Linked DNA regions of Mus musculus: region 2 is linked to region 1. Evidence: chromatin contacts called from public Hi-C data. All regions are on one chromosome and are shown on one strand. The core of a region is the stretch at or near the end of the contact, and the rest is flanking DNA. Distances in the headings are between cores, read along the strand shown. Region 1 overlaps Evi5l (ecotropic viral integration site 5 like). Region 2 has its middle 56 kb from the start of Ccl25.

Region 1 (7,626 bases), core at 1,438-3,937:
TTATATTTTGAGACAGTGTCTCACTTTGAGCCCTGGTTGGCCTGGAACTCACAGAAATTGGCCTGCCTTTGCCTACCATGAGTTGGGATTAAAGGTGTGTGCCACTATGCCTGGCTCCCTCCTGTTCTGTTCTGTTCTTTAGACAGGGTCTCATTTGGTAGCCCAGGTTGACCTCTAATTTGCCATATAGCTGAGGGAGACCATGTACTCCTGATCCTCCAAAGTCCACCTCCCAGCCCTAGGATGACCGACTTGTGCCACAATGCCTAGGTTTGTTGGTTTATGTTGAGACAGAATCTCATTATGTAGCCATGATTGGCTGGAACTTGTAGTCAAGGGTGGCTTTGAACAGAAATCTGCCTGCCTCGACCACCTCACAGCTGGGATTAAGGCAGGTGCCACTACCCCTGTTCCATGTTAGTTTCTGAAATGCAGTTTCTTGATAAGGCTGAAGCTCAGGCCTGTTGTGTATGGACTGAGCTAGGCTGGCTGGCTAATGAGTTCCAGGGATCTGCCTGCTACCTCTCCCAGTCCCAAGTGCTAGGGTCATAAATGCACACTACTTGTGCTGGGCTTTTACTGTTGGGTTTTGGGAGCTCCGAACTTAAGTTTCCATGATTGAGACACAAGCACTTTACAGAGGCATCTCCTCACCCTTACCCCTCCTTTTTTAACCTGGAATTTGCCAATTTGGCTAGGCTGGCTTGCCAGTGACCCCCAGGGATCTATCAGCCTGTCTCTGTGGATGGGATGAAAAGCGCACTACTGCTCTTTATGTGTGTTCTAGGGAACTCAGGCCCTTATGCTTGCACAGCAAATACTTCACCCACTGAGCCATATCCTTTGCCCCTTCTTTCCTTTTTTTCTATTGTTCTATACGGAGGGTGGAGCCCATGGCCTTGTGCATGCTGGGCAAATGCTCACCACTAAGCTACTGCCTCAGCCTCAACAAACACTTCTCTCAAAGGCAGTTGTCTATGCACCTGTCATCTTGCCTTTCCTGATGCAAACAAATAAGGGATTGGTTTTTGTTTGTTTGTTTGTTTGTTTTATTTATTTATTTATTTTTTGAGACAGGGTTTCTCTGTGTAGCCCTGGCTGTCCCAGAACTTGTTCTGTAGACCAGGGTGACCTCAAAACTAGAGATTCAACTGCTTCTGCCTCCGAGTGCTGGGATTAAAGTCGTGCATCACTGTGACCTCCCAGCATCAAACCAGGATGTTTTGAAACAGTCTAAAAGTAAAAGACCAAACTGCAGGACACTTGTAAGATGCCCTATGAGGAGACATCTGTCTGACTCTTCGAACACTCTGGGGAAATCTCTTCTCTGGAGAAATTTTTAATCTGGCCTGTGGTCTCAAGGTCTGTGACATTCTTTTCTATTCCTGGGTCCCCACAGTCACCAGATGAGAGCAGGCTGCTCATCTGCACACAGCAAGGACCACATTTGGTCTAGTGCAACCCTCAAGCTACCTTCCTTGTGAGATGGCTCACAAACCCAGGATAGAAAACTTTCTGGGAACTTCAAGCAGGGCCAAGTGCTTCAGCCTTCAGGCACATACCCCTGCCCCTGACTTCCTACAGGAGGTAGGAACAATGAGCATGAGGTTGGCAGTAATAGGACCAGCACAGCAAAGCTCCAAGGCTCAGAGAGGTGAATTCACCTGCCCGGGTCACACAGCTGGTCCTCTGTGGGACACCAGTGCTAACCACTTTGACTCATCAACTGGAGAGGACAAAACCAGGCTAATGTGTAGGTTTGTAACCCTGCCTGTCCTCCATTTCGTGTGGCAGGGCCCTTATTCTTGGCCAGCGGACTTTGGGAATGTATAGCTGGCTGGCTGGCTGAAGTAGGTGGGTATGAGCTTTTCTTTCTCCTCTCTTCTTCATCCTGGCCCTGGGTTGTACCTGGAAGTACCTGGGTCTGCTTGGAAAGATATTGAAGGACTCTAGATGCTCAAGAGTGCCTTTATCTGGAAAGCCAGGTCCTTGTCACTTAAGACCAGGTCTCATCTTTGTTTCAATCGATGTTGTTGGGTGAACAGCTAAAATCACATGAAGAGAGGTGAAGAGGCTATTGAGAGGTAAGTTTAGTTTCAGACGTTTTGTGCACTCAAGGCACTGACTTTGATGGGCTGGCAAGCTGGCTACCAGCACAACCAGAGCTCTCAGTGGATGCCCATACTGTAGTCTACATATCCTTAGCCTACATATCCATCTGGCTTGCCTGAACCCTACTCCTTAGCTCTCAACCTTCCGGGAGGCTCCTCTGTGCCCCCAGCCTTCGGGGTGTCCTCCTGCCCACCAGGTACATACTTCTATCCTAGGCCCTTTACACTGGACTCTTGGACTTAGAGGACCTAGAGTGTCTTCCCAGGCGCGACTGTCTCTTTCTTGTATGACTACATCCGGAGCACTCTGTGGAATCCACACTATTTCAGTGATTTATTGGAGGTCGCCCCATGACTTGGGGTGCTTCGGGGACATGAAGGCAAGGATCTTTGACTGTCTTGTTTACTGTTGTGTGGCCAGCTTTGAGGACATGCCAACTGGGGAATGCGCTCCCACGCGGGGCTGGCAGGTGAAGGAAAGGTCAAGTGAGCGAGGGTCATCCGAAGCCAGAGATTGTCTGCCCAGGCCAGCCTGTTCTACCCGTGCGCTAGATAGGCCCGCCCTCTAGCGGCCAGCTCTGGATTTGTAAGGGAAAGCCTCAGGGGAGCCCATCTCTGCCCCTCCCCCACGCCTCAGGCACTCACTTTGATCTCGATCTGCTCCTCCATCTCTTTACTCTTCATAGCTGCGTACTCCTTCTCCAGCCTGTGAGGACGGGGCACACGGTCAAAGTCCCGTCTCCCTGGGGTTGAGGTGGGCTTCCCATTTGAGTTCTCCACGCCCGGGCACTGACCTCTTCATCTTTTTAGGGTTGTACTTGACCTGATAAGCCTTGAGGACCAGCTTGTCTGGGCAGCTGTCAAACTGGTGGGGGATGACTCTCTGGAAGTACTGTGGAGACACAGGGAGTCATGGTCACTTGGGCCCTGACCACCAGGTCTGCCAGAGCTCTAACTGTATTCTGATTTGCCTGAGGCTTCTCTTTGTCTCAGCACTCAGGCTGTTTGTTTTTGGTTATTCAGCCAACATTTGTTGTGCAAATGAATTGACTGCAGGAGAGAGAACAGCTAGACTAGAAGGGAGGCCTGCCTTCCCAGCAGGCTTTTGGGGGAAGCGTGAGAAAACTGGGGCTGAGGCTGAGAGTGGGGATCAGCTTGGCCTGCAAAGCCTGACCTGAGTCCCATCCCTGGAACCAACAGTGGAAAGAATAAGAGAGTGGAAGTAGAGAATTGAATTGTGAGATACTGTGTGCCATGAGCCCTCCTCCTCTCTCCCTCTTCCCACCCCCACATTAACACTAATAATAAATAAAATTAAGACAATCTGGCCAGAGGACCTCCTGAAGGCAGGGCTGGGTGAATGGGGTCTGAGCATGGGGGAACCCTCCGTAGGAAGTGGGTAGACAAGCTCAGTGGACACAGGTCCTATTCCTCTGCCCAGCTGCTCCAGTCAGGCAGTCTTGGACAATGTATGGCCGTGTTCGCAAACACAACTGTGGTCTTTGTGCATTCTTTTCTGAAGCACCAGCTGGAGGATGCTGGGAGGGAATAGGGGCCTGTGTGATGGGGAAACCATGGTGAGGGGAAAGCTGGCTTTGGATCTAGCAGACTGTGCCAGGAGAAGGCGCAGGCAGGGAGGAGCAGGGTATGAGGCTACCTCAAGATGCCTGGCTCCTTCCCGTGTCCCCCAGGCTGAGAGCTGGGATGAAAACATACTGAAAACCTCCCAAATGTTTACTCTCAGGGTTTACTTTGCAGGCAAGCTTTGGGGACCTGCAACAAGTGGGTAGGAAAGAGTGAGTAGGACTTCCCCAAATCAGTTGAGTGTTGGCCTTCTCTTCTCCCCAGTACTAGGTTGCTGGCTCTGGGTTGTATCTGACAGAGCCTGGGGTTCCTCAGGGGCCTCAAGGGACGGAAGAAAGGATCCCAGATGCTCAGGAGTGACTTCTATTGGGAAGCCAGCCCCTCCCTTGTCACTTAGAATCTTTGTTTGTTTTTTGTTTTGGTTTGCTTTTTTTCAAGACTGAAACAAACTCAGAGATCTGCGTACCTTTGCTTCTCAGGTGCTGGAATTAAAGGTATGCACCATCACTGCTAGACCTATTGCTTAGAATCTTGTATAGCTCAGGTTAGCCTTAAACTTCTGATTCACCTGCCTTCACCTCCTGAGTGTTGGGACTAAAGACATACATCATTATGCCTGCTTATATAATGCTGTAAAATGGAACCCAGGGCTTTGTGCATGCTAGGCAAGCACTCTACCAACTAGCCATGGGATTTCCAGTGCCTGTCACCTCCAGGAGAGACAGTTTCATCTTCCCAGCCATCCTGACCCACCTGGGACATGCCCTCCATGTCCAGTTGCATCAACTCTGTCTGGTTCACTTGCAGCAGGGCAAGGCCTACTCGGAACACAATCTCCAGTCCCTGCAAAAGCAACCATAGTCCCATGAGCTTGCTGTCCTCCCATTAATAATCCCTCACCAATGAGCTTCCTGTCTCCCACCAGGAGGCTCAGACCCTCCTTGCATTCTAGCCCCTCCTTTGTCCTGTTAGCTAGGACTCCTTTTGGGATGTGATTCTCTCCACGTGCAGAGTGGAATGGGCAAGGGTGTCCTGTGGGGCACTCACCTCATACATAAAGATATCAAAGACCCGGGTGGCAACAGGCAGGGGGAAGGTGGTAAGGAAAAGCGTAAGGAACCAGGACGATGCATACATGGACGTGTGGAAGCTCTGTGAGCGGAAGTGGGTATTCAGGTCCGGAAGCTGCTCCTGTGTGGGGATGGAGAGGGAAGCATTGGGCCTCAGTGCCCCTCACCTCCAAGGAGTATTTGCTGACCTACCCTGGGCAGCCAAGGTCCCTCCTAGGTCCTCTTTTAGCTACTGTGTTTGGGGATAAGCTGAGGCATACTGGAACTTTGAGTGCCATGGGGCTACAAGCAGGGCCTGGGAAAATACATGTCAAAATGCGATGACCTCAGCTTCAGGCTATTAGATAGCAGCAGACCACTGGGGAAGGTGAGGCTGGAGAAGGCAGCATCAGAACTCTGGGTTTCCCCTTTAGCCAGCATCTCTATGCTTTTGGTTACACATCTGCTTGGGTGTGTAAATCATAGCCTGTGAAAGTCTTCGGTCTTCTGGCTTGGCATTGTAATTCCTTCTTAACTTTGAGGGGGGCAGATGCTAGGGATCAAATTATTTTTTATCTGTAAGTATGTGTAGGAGGTTTGTATGTGTTCATATGTGAATGCATATATGTAAGGGGGCTGTGCGGAGGTTGATGCTGCTGTCTCCTTCAATCTCAACCTTTCTTTATGAGGCAGCATCTCACTATGTGGCACTGGATGGCTTGGAACTTGCTATGGAGATCAGGCTGGCTTATGAACTCACAGTGATCTGGTTGCCTCTGCCTCCCAAGTGCTGGGATTAAAAGTGTTTATTACCATGTCCAGCTGTCTTTTACCTATTTGTTAAAACAATGCCTCTCATGGAACCTGTAGTTCATTGATTTGGCTGGCCCGGAAACTCCAGGAATTTACTTAACTCTGCCCTCTTGCTGCCTCTGCCTCCCCGTGTGAGGGTAGCAGGAATATCGTCCTATGAGCCTATGAGGCTTTTACATGGATGCAGAGGGTTCAAACAGAATTCCTTACATTTGTGCAGCAAGCACTTTACTGACTGAGCCATCTTCTCAAACCATAGTTTACTTTTTGGAAGAGGGTCTCATATATCATAGGGTAGCATTCAATTTGTTATGGAGCTGAGCTGACCTTGAACTCCTGATCCTCCTCCTGACTCTACTTGTAAAGTGCCAACTACCAAAGGAGGGAATTGAAGCAGGCCTTTGTTCATGCTTGGCAGGCACTCAAATGACTGAGCTACGTTCCCACCCTATTCTTTCTTTTAAAATAAGGTCTTACTCTGTAGCCTGTCAGAGTTAAAGGTGCTCATCGTTATGTCCAGCTGTGAAATTTCTTTTCTTTTCTTTTCTTTTTTTTCCCCCGAGACAGGGTTTCTCTGTATAGCCCTGGCTGTCCTAGAACTCACTTTGTAGACCAGGCTGGCCTCGAACTCAGAAATCCATCTGCCTCTGCCCCCCAAGTGCTGGGATTAAAGGTGTGTGCCACCCCTGCCCAGCGAAATTTCTTTCTTTCTTTCTTTCTTTCTTTCTTTCTTTCTTTCTTTCTTTCTTTCTTTCTTTCTTTCTTTCCTTCTTTCTTTCTTTCTTCCTTCCTTCCTTCCTTCCTTCCTTTCTTTCTTTCTTTCTTTCTTTCTTTCTTTCTTTCTTTCTTTCTTTCTTTTTTTTTTTGAGGGTAGGGAAGGATATTGGGGATCAAACCAGGACCTCACAAATACTAGGCAAGCACACTACCCCAACCCCCTGCCTTCATTTTTGTAGGTGCCTGGACCTCCTGTTTGTTCAACTTCCAGCCTGTGTGGAGCTCTGCCTCCCTGTCCTCAGAGCCTGAAAGAGGAGCCTTCACTGACCACTCACTGCTGGCACAGTTCTCTTGCCATGGGCTTCTGAAGCTGGCCAGAGAGTATAAGAATGTGTACAAGAGTACACGAATGGTATGCTTGCATGTGTGTGTACCTACACACCTACACACACACACACACACACACACACACACACACACACACACACACAGCATAAACACTTATGTTCTGCCTGCCAGCCAGGAGTGAGCCCTGTGGGGGTTGCTATTATAAATGGCTCTGTCTGTAGCTCCCCGGTAATCAGCAGAGGCAGGCAGACAACACTGTCTCCTCCTCCCACCACACCCTTAGCACTTGGAGCCAGCCCTCCTCCTACCTTTCTGCCTTAGTGGCTCTGGGAGCCCCCTTGGGAGCCGAGAGGCCCCTGTCCTGGCTAGCCTTGTCCCTCCCAGCATGCTCCAAAGTTGTGTGCTTTCATCTCACAGGAAAGGACAGGAATGGGCCCTTTCTAGGACTCCCCCTATCCTTCCTCTCTCCCTTTCTCCTTCCCTTTGCCCCCTCTCACTCCTTTCTTCCTTCTCTCTCTTCTGCTCTTCCTCCTTTCTCCTTCCATTTCCTCTCACTTCCTACTCTTCCTTCTCCACAGAACTTCACATTGAACCCAGGACTCTTATGTGCCATGTAAGCCCTCTACCACTGACCTATACTGTAACCTCCCTGCCCCCCAGCTCTTAGATATTGAAACAGGCCTTACTAAGTAGCCCTAGGGTGGCCTTGAACTTGTTATCTTCCTGTCTCATGCACTGTGATCATGAATGTGTACCACCTTGCCAGGCTCCAGGCATGTTATACCACTACTTTCCAGAGAGGGTTTCATGTAACTCAGGCTGTAACTCAGGCTTCCTATGTAGCTGAGACTGACCTTGAATTTCTGACCCTTCTACATCTACCTCATAAGTTGTAGGATGACAGATGTGTACTACCATGCCAGTTTATGAAGGTCTAGGGATGGTATCCAGGGCTTTGTGCATGATGGGCAAGGATCCTCCTAACTGAGCCACATCTCAGCTCC
Region 2 (7,626 bases), core at 2,547-5,046, 210 kb before region 1:
TGTGTGTGTGTGCGTGCGCGCGCGCCAACAATTAAAGAAAAAGAGGCTGCGATGGGGTGCATGGAACAGGTGGGAGGAAGAGAGGGAAGAGGTAAATATATTCACCAAAAATATGCATATAAAAAAAAAGACCACAGAAAAGGTCTTCACTCTTGCTGGCAAGTTCACCTATCCTTTCCAGTACTAGAATCAATTTTATTGGGGTTCCAATGTAGGTTGAAGACCAGCAGCTCTCTAGGAATCTTCTCTGCAGCACTAGATTGGGACTGCTGAGACACCCAGCCTGGTGTGTGAGGAGCAGGTGTGGCAGCAGTCCCTAGATGGCGCCCGGGACTGCAGCTAAGTCTTATGACTTGCACTTGACTTCCTCATACACCTGAAAATAAGCCACGACCATCATGAGAGCTGCGCAGGTGCACCATGATGCTGGTGGTGTAAACAAGTCCATATTTGGTGGAGACATACCCCTGCCGCCCTGATTGGCTGAAGCTGTGTGCCTGGTGAGGTGGCGTGGCCAGAGTGGATGGGGGCTGAGAGTATATAAGCAGACCTCCCTGGGTTCCCGGGGTCCCCGTAGCAGCATCAAGGCGTTCGTGCAATAAAGGCTGTTGAGAAGAATCCGACCGTGTTGTGTCTTCCTTGCCGGCCGAGGTGGGCGCAACACTGGTGGACTAAACAACTACCCAATTCTTAAAATTTCCTTTGTGAGACAGCCATTGTTGGACTTCCAAGACCATAGCCTGTAAACCATTCTAATAAACCACAGGTATGCATGTAGCCTTGCTGGCACGTATACATACACACAGAGAGACACAGACACACACACAGACCCACAAACACACTCATTCTATAGTTCTGTTTCTTTAGAGGAGTCGGACTAATACAGTGAGTAGGAGAATAGCATAGGCTATATGAGACCCTGCCTTAAACAATCAAATACCAGAGAACAAAGACTCTTTAGAGATTGCTCAGAGAGTAAAGTGCTCACTACTCAAGGACAAGGACCTGAGTTCAGGTTCCCAGCACCCACATAGAAGTTAGAGATGATATTGCACACATGTAAACCCAGAATGAGGTGGGGGACAAGACAGGAAAACATCTGACAACTGCTGACCAACCAGTCTAGACAAAAACAGCAGGTTCACTGAGAAGCCTTTTCTCAAAAAAAAAAAAAAAAAAAAAAAAGACAGGGGTCATCAATATTGCTTGGTAGGTAATGACATCTGCTACCAAGATCTGATCCTAGGCATGTGATCTGAACACCTGGGCCTGATTTCCAGGAACTATAAACTGTGTGTAATCTATACCCATGCACCTCACACAAACATAACACAAATAAAACACATGCAATTAAAAAATTAAGCAATACTTGACCTATGTTGACTTCTAGAAGACACTCAAGTACCAGAGACCAGATAATTTGTAAAGAACATAAGCGTAAACCAGGCATGGTGGTACTTGTCTATTCTCTTGGCACTTGAAAGGCCCAAGCGCAGGGCCTTCAAAGCATTTCAGGAGGGAGTCTAATGTTTGGTGACAAAGGACAATGTGTATGAATGTATGAGATAAAAGATCCAGACATGGTCGTCCATGTTTTCAATCCTGACATTCACAAGGCTGAAGCAGTTTAAAGCTAGCCGGGGTCACATAGCAAGACTCTGCCTCCACAAGGAAATTAAGCAGAGAAGTATAAGGTAATAGCGGACACAAGGTAGCAGTGGGATGTCAAGACAAGATGGGTTTCAGTAGGACTTGGTGCAGGTCAGAAACAATAACAGGAAACGAGAATTCAAGAAAAATTGGCTCCGTTTCTAAAGTGCTTGCATTGCAAGCATGAAAATCTAAATATGATCCTTAGAGTCTCTGTTTTTAAAAGCCAGGCACAGTGGCACAAGCTTGCCATCCTCCATGAGGAGGAGGAGATGAAAGATCCCTGGGGCTTATCATTCAGTCAACCCTGCCTAATTGGCCAGCTCTGGTCCTGTGAGAGATCCTTTCTCAAAAATGAGATGATGACTCCTGAGGAATGACACTTGAGATTGCTCTCTGACCAGTACACATACACACATACATACATACACACACACACACACACACACACACACACACACAGAACCTGTCCTGGTTTGCTTTATTACTATGATAAACAACACATCTAAAAGCAACATAGTGAGAAAAAAAGGGTTTAATGGAAACAAAATAAGATATGATACACTAAAGTCTTATCTTCAAGCCTGTCAAGTTGAAAGCACTCAACACCACTTTAAATTATTTTTGTTTCATTTTTTATTTTGGTTTGGGTGTGTTTATTTGTTTTGTTTTGTGTGTCTTTCAGGACAGGGTTTCTCTGTTTATACCTAGCTGTTTTGGAACTCACTCTGTAGACCAGGATGGCCTCGAACTCAAGAGATACGACTGCCTCTGGGATTAAAAGCATTTATCGCCACCACCTGGCACCACTTCAAGTTATTATGCTGTATTTATTTTCAATATTCTGGAAGTGCTATGATGATGCACGGTCAGGACATTTAGTTTTGGGGATTAAACAGAGTAAGCTAATGTCTGGGGGACGGGAGATTAAAACAAATTGGGCTTACTAGCTACACAGAATTTTGCTGGGTGGAGTTAACAATTTTAGATCCAAGAAACAGCTTCTGTCAAGACCCCATATTCAGGATTATTGGTGGTATGTTCCCAAAGAGGTGAAGAATTTGCCAGAACTGTCAATGAGAGAAATGTCTCTGTAGTCTGGGGGATGCAGCTCAGCCATAAAGAGGAGCCGCCTAAAATCCCCCCACTAGGGGTTAGAAACAGGCTCATCAGTAGAGCACTGGTTTTAGTATGTGAGGCTCTAAATTCAATCTCCAGAAATTGAGCTGAAATGCTGAATTCTACATCTTCTCTATGCTAAAGTCTTTATTTTGTCTCAAAGGAAGCAAACGGTGTCCAGGAAGATAAACCTGAAGCTATCTCTCTAGTCCGCACACTCATGAGTACACACATATAAAACTAAAGAATTGCATACATCTCTGAGAGATTTGAAGTGGAAAGACACATTTTAATTCAGATCTTTGGAAGTGAGAAGGTGCCCCTTAAGTCTGACCCACACCTCTGGTGAAAGCCTATGTAAAGTACATGGAAGAAAGAAGCTCTTGTCTGTTGCCCTCGCTCTTGCTGGCAAGTTCATCTCTTCACTGGCATTAGAGCCTACTCCTTCAGAATTCTAGCCTTATACAGAAGACCAGCTGAGATAGCCAGCCTCATGGACTGAACTACTGGATTCTTAAACTTTTCTTTGGACTTAGCCATTGTTGAACTAGCTGGACCACAGCCTGTAAACTACTCTATATACATATATGTGTCTCACACACACACACACACACACACACACACACACACACACACACCTGTTCTATTCCTGTTCCTCTAGGGAACACTGACTAATACACAGGTGAATTTCCAGTGCCACACTTGGAATTCTCCTTGCCCCATGAAGAAAGAGGCAAGAACATGGGAGACTTCCCAATTAAGTCTCAGGACCTCCCTGTGCCCATGGCCTTTTGATCACCTCACCCCACCTCAGGGCCACCCCCAACTCTATTGTCACTAGTAACGTGCCCCCTAGGAGGCTCCAATTCCAGGAACCCCTTGCATCTTTGCAACTCTTTGGAATTGCAAGCCAGCTTCAAGCCTTTCCTGGCTTCATTCTCCCCGCTCAGGCTCAGAAGTGCAACCGCACCCTCCCTCAAACTCCTCCTTCAATTCGGAGCTCAGCCTTCCCAGGCTTTCGCCTTGCTTTCTCAGGCGTGGTACTGAGAAGGGGTGACCACCGGGAACGCGGAGGAGGAGAGGTCCAGAAGTTGCCAGAGGGCGCCTGACCGACTGGGACCCGGCCAGGGATTCCTTTGTCTGCAGCCCTGCATATACTGGCCCAGCCCCTTCCTTTCTCCAGTCTCCTGGGCGCACTTTTGTAGGGTGCCGGGAAATCAAGTATTCTGCAGGAGAACAAGGGTTTCCAGGTTCTGAACCGCAAGTGAGGGCGGAGGACCACTCCGAGGGTCCAAAGAAGTTCTGTAGTTTTGTCGGCTGCAGATCGCTGCACATACACTCTCAAGGGTGTCTCCTTCCTGGAATTCCTGGTTCTCGCTCAGGCAGAGGTGGAAGCGATAGGGAGGTGGAGAAGCGCGAATCTTCCTATACAAGTTCCTTTGAGGCAAATCATTCATTAAACAAACCCTGGGGAAATAGTTTTAGGAGCTGGAGAGTGTGGGAGGGTCCAATGAGATCTCTCAGTCTCTACTCTGAGTCTCTCCCGCCCCTGCCTTATCTCCCTTTGCTCCCCACCCCCATTCCTGGAAGGTGGCGGTGAGAGCGGAAGCTGCCAGGAGCAAGGACTAGCCAGGAAGGTCATCAGATTGAATTGGAATCAGGACAGTCATCCCCTTCCCCGGCCAGTTCTATACTACCACGCTAAGTCAGCAGTTCTCAGCCTTTGGCAAATTTCCACTTCCATTATGATTCATAACAGTAGCAAAATTGCAGTTAAAACGTAGCAACAAAAATAATGTAATGGTTGCGGTCACCACAAGGAAGATTGAGAACCACTGTTCTGAGTTAACAACAGTTTAGTAACGTCTCATCAGACTTTCACTTCATCTCAAGGTCCAGTTTTCACTCTGCAATCTGTTTTTGAGACAGAGTTTTACTATATATAGCGCAGAAGGCTTTGAATCCACTATCTTTTTGCCTGCATTTCCCCAGATGATGACACGTGTACGCACTGTGTCAGGTTTATGCAGAGCTGGCTGGGGATCAAACCCAGCTTTCATGAATGCTGGGTAATCACTCTGCCAACCGAGCTACGTCCCCAGTCTCCACCCAAACTATTTTACAAAGGAAATATAACACACTATTTTTATTACATTTTAGAAATGTATTTAGTTGGGGGGGGGCAGGGAAAGCATGGCTAGAGGTCAGAGAACAATTTGTGGGAGCTGGCTCTCTTCACTGTGTGGGTCCAGGTGGATCAAACTCAAGTTCTCAAGTCCTTTACTGGGCTGAACCTTCTCACCAGTCTACGCTTTTGAAGAATCATCTCAGTCTGGAGTAGAGCAAACCTTATCTTGCCACATTCATTCTTCCTGGCCAAGGAGAGAGCCAGCCATTTTGGGAGATGGGGTGGGTGGGTAGACATTGTATCCTCTTACTAACCATGTGATAGTCTTGCTTTGCCCACAGGTGAACTAGATACAAATGTCAAAATACCCAGCTGTCTCCTTCTACTTACTCATTTAAGTGTGGGATGTGTGAGTATGTGTGCATGTGTGGTATACACATACACACATACATACACGTGGAGGCCAGAGGTCAACCTCAGGTACTGTTCCTCAGGCACTGTCTGCTTTGATTCCTGAGACCTGCAGGGTCTGACCTAAGATTCCACAAGTAGCCTCGACTGTCTCGCCAGTGAGACAGAGATCGGCCTGTCTCCTCCTCCCCAGTGCCAGGATAAAGAACATGCACCACAGGGCTATGCTGTATGTCTCGACGTCAGTTCCGAGCAATTGTCGATCGTCCAGAGAGCTTAGGTTCAATTCCCAGCACCCACGTGAAGTTCAGTCCCTAGGACCCACTAAAAAATGATAGCTCTGAGCATGAGAAGACAGAAGGATCCTGGGGCTCATTCACCAGCCAGCCTAGCCTACTTGAGGAGTTGAGTAGAGCGAGAAGTCCCATCTCAAAACAAAACAGGGCAATGGCTCCTGAGAATGACTTGTGACCTCCACATGCACATAAACATGCACATGTACACATGCGTGCACATACACAAACACACGAAAAAAATAATCATACCTCTCTCAAGAAGCTTGCCTTGGATATTATTTACCTTCCCTCCCAAGCTAGAACCAGTGTCTTTCCAGGTGGCCTCCCCACTGCTCTTTACCCTACGGGGCGCCTCCTCACCATGCAGTTCACCCGGAGCTGACTCTGCTTGCTCCCTGCATCCTCCAAAGACACATCATGACTCTGGAAGGCCCATGTTGGAGAATCTGGAGCCTTTCATACAGCCTGGGACCCTCCAGCTCAGATCCGGTTCTATCATGCATGGAAAATGGCCAAGGCCACTGGGATGGGGCCCCGGAACCTGCTCAAGTCCAGGTCATGTAAGATGAGGCGGGCCTGACATCATTTTGCAGGGATGCCTGATACCTGGGATGCTGAAAGGCACCTGGGGTATGGGCAGGGAAGGACTATCCTAGGGTGAGAAGACAGGTGGCGACATCACCCTTTTTCTCCCAAAGACCCTATATATGTGGTCCCCACTTTCATGCCTACTGCTGCCCCGGATGAAGGACAATGCCTGGCAGGAGTCAATGTATTGTTTGTGTTGAAGCATGGAAATGGAGGGTACAGAGAGGGGTGCTTGGGGGTCCACCCAGCCACTTGTCAGCAATCCCAACCTTGACCACATATGGAGTTGGAACTTAGGCTGAGGTTGCTGGGTGAGCTGCACTAGTATCCCACACTTTTGTCCTTAAACTCTAGAGTGACATGCTGCCTTTGATTCTCTCTTTTAAAAGTTTTTTTTTTTCATTTATTTTGTTGGGTGTGTGGGGCAGGCTGTGGTGTACATGTGGAGATCAGAAGGCAGATTCCAGTAATATGTTCTCTCCTTCTACCCCCTAGGTCTTGGGTATCAAAAAGTCATCCAGCTTGGAAGCAAGCACTTTACCTCCTCAATCATCTTTTACCCACCTTGCATTCGTTTCTTTTGCCATCCCACATTGCCATTCTGTCTCTCTCCTGTCCTCTTCCCTGACTCCATGCTTCTTTGGGCGCCTCACACTGTCTTTATGTCAACCTCACATCTTCTTCCCAAAATCAAGCATCTCTACTTCTAGATTCTGAATCCCATCATCAGAGACCCCACCACTCCAGCCTCTGTGCCACACAGTTCAGCTCTCTTGCCCAAATCACCTCTCCTGATGATCTAGCAAAATCTTGGAACTGTAGGTTATACCTCCTTCACAGACTAGATGGAGACTTGGAGGGTGTCCCATGTATAAGGGTGTGAATAGAAGTGTGGCTGGGGAGGACCCACTGACTCACCCTGGGGCTTCTGCCAGCCTGGCCATCATGGGCTTACGAGTGACATATAACTTGAGTCCTTCCCTTCTCTCTTCCTTCACACCTTCATCCTTTTTTGTTCTTCCTCCTACTCCTTCCTTAAATCCCACCCACCCATCTTTCCTGACACATCCTCCCAAGTGCTGAGTTGATATATGTACTCTATCACTGTACTGCTGGGTAGGAGTTAGTTGTTTTATGTGTGCATGTTGAGCATGTGGAGGCACGAGTGCCATGACTCATGTAGAAGTCAGAGGAGTTTTCTGGAGTCAGTTCTTTTCTTCCACCTTTACATAAGTTCTGAGAATTAAGGTCAAGGCATCAGGTTTATGTAGCAAGTGCTTATTCCCAATGAGCCATCTCAAAGGCCCAGGGCCCTGATCCTGATGCTGTATACTGCCTTTCCAACTGTCTGCAGGCACACCTGCGGCAATGGTTTTTGCTCCCAGCCCAATCTGTGTACCTGTGTGGATGGGACCTTGATCCCCAGCTTTGGAG

Evidence for each region. A called contact is a pair of places that touch in the nucleus more often than the background predicts.
Region 2: a contact with region 1 is called in a Hi-C map of Sertoli cells, with 4 times the contacts expected there. The contact joins two enhancer-like sites. A contact is called at or near these places in 2 of 484 Hi-C or Micro-C datasets (Sertoli cells and nephron progenitors), 2 of 115 datasets of contacts at active chromatin or transcription factors (both in embryonic stem cells) and 4 of 9 other capture datasets (adipose tissue, embryonic stem cells, liver and 1 more).

What each region holds. Positions count from the first base shown.
Region 1 is chr8:4,188,497-4,196,122 of GRCm38.p6, reverse strand. It overlaps Evi5l (ecotropic viral integration site 5 like), which reads right to left. Exons shown (of 20, transcript NM_001346730.2): 7 at 4,743-4,886; 8 at 4,449-4,538; 9 at 2,906-3,003; 10 at 2,757-2,817. Among named protein-coding and RNA genes, the nearest start is that of 4932443L11Rik, 10 kb to the right of the region's middle. Within about 2 kb of position 2,687, at least 80 of the 459 cell types and tissues checked have an H3K27ac peak or open chromatin away from gene starts, as enhancers often do. A contact at or near this core is called in Sertoli cells, where this site is marked.
Region 2 is chr8:4,401,316-4,408,941 of GRCm38.p6, reverse strand. No RefSeq gene overlaps it. Among named protein-coding and RNA genes, the nearest start is that of Ccl25, 56 kb to the right of the region's middle. Within about 2 kb of position 3,796, at least 81 of the 459 cell types and tissues checked have an H3K27ac peak or open chromatin away from gene starts, as enhancers often do. A contact at or near this core is called in Sertoli cells, where this site is marked.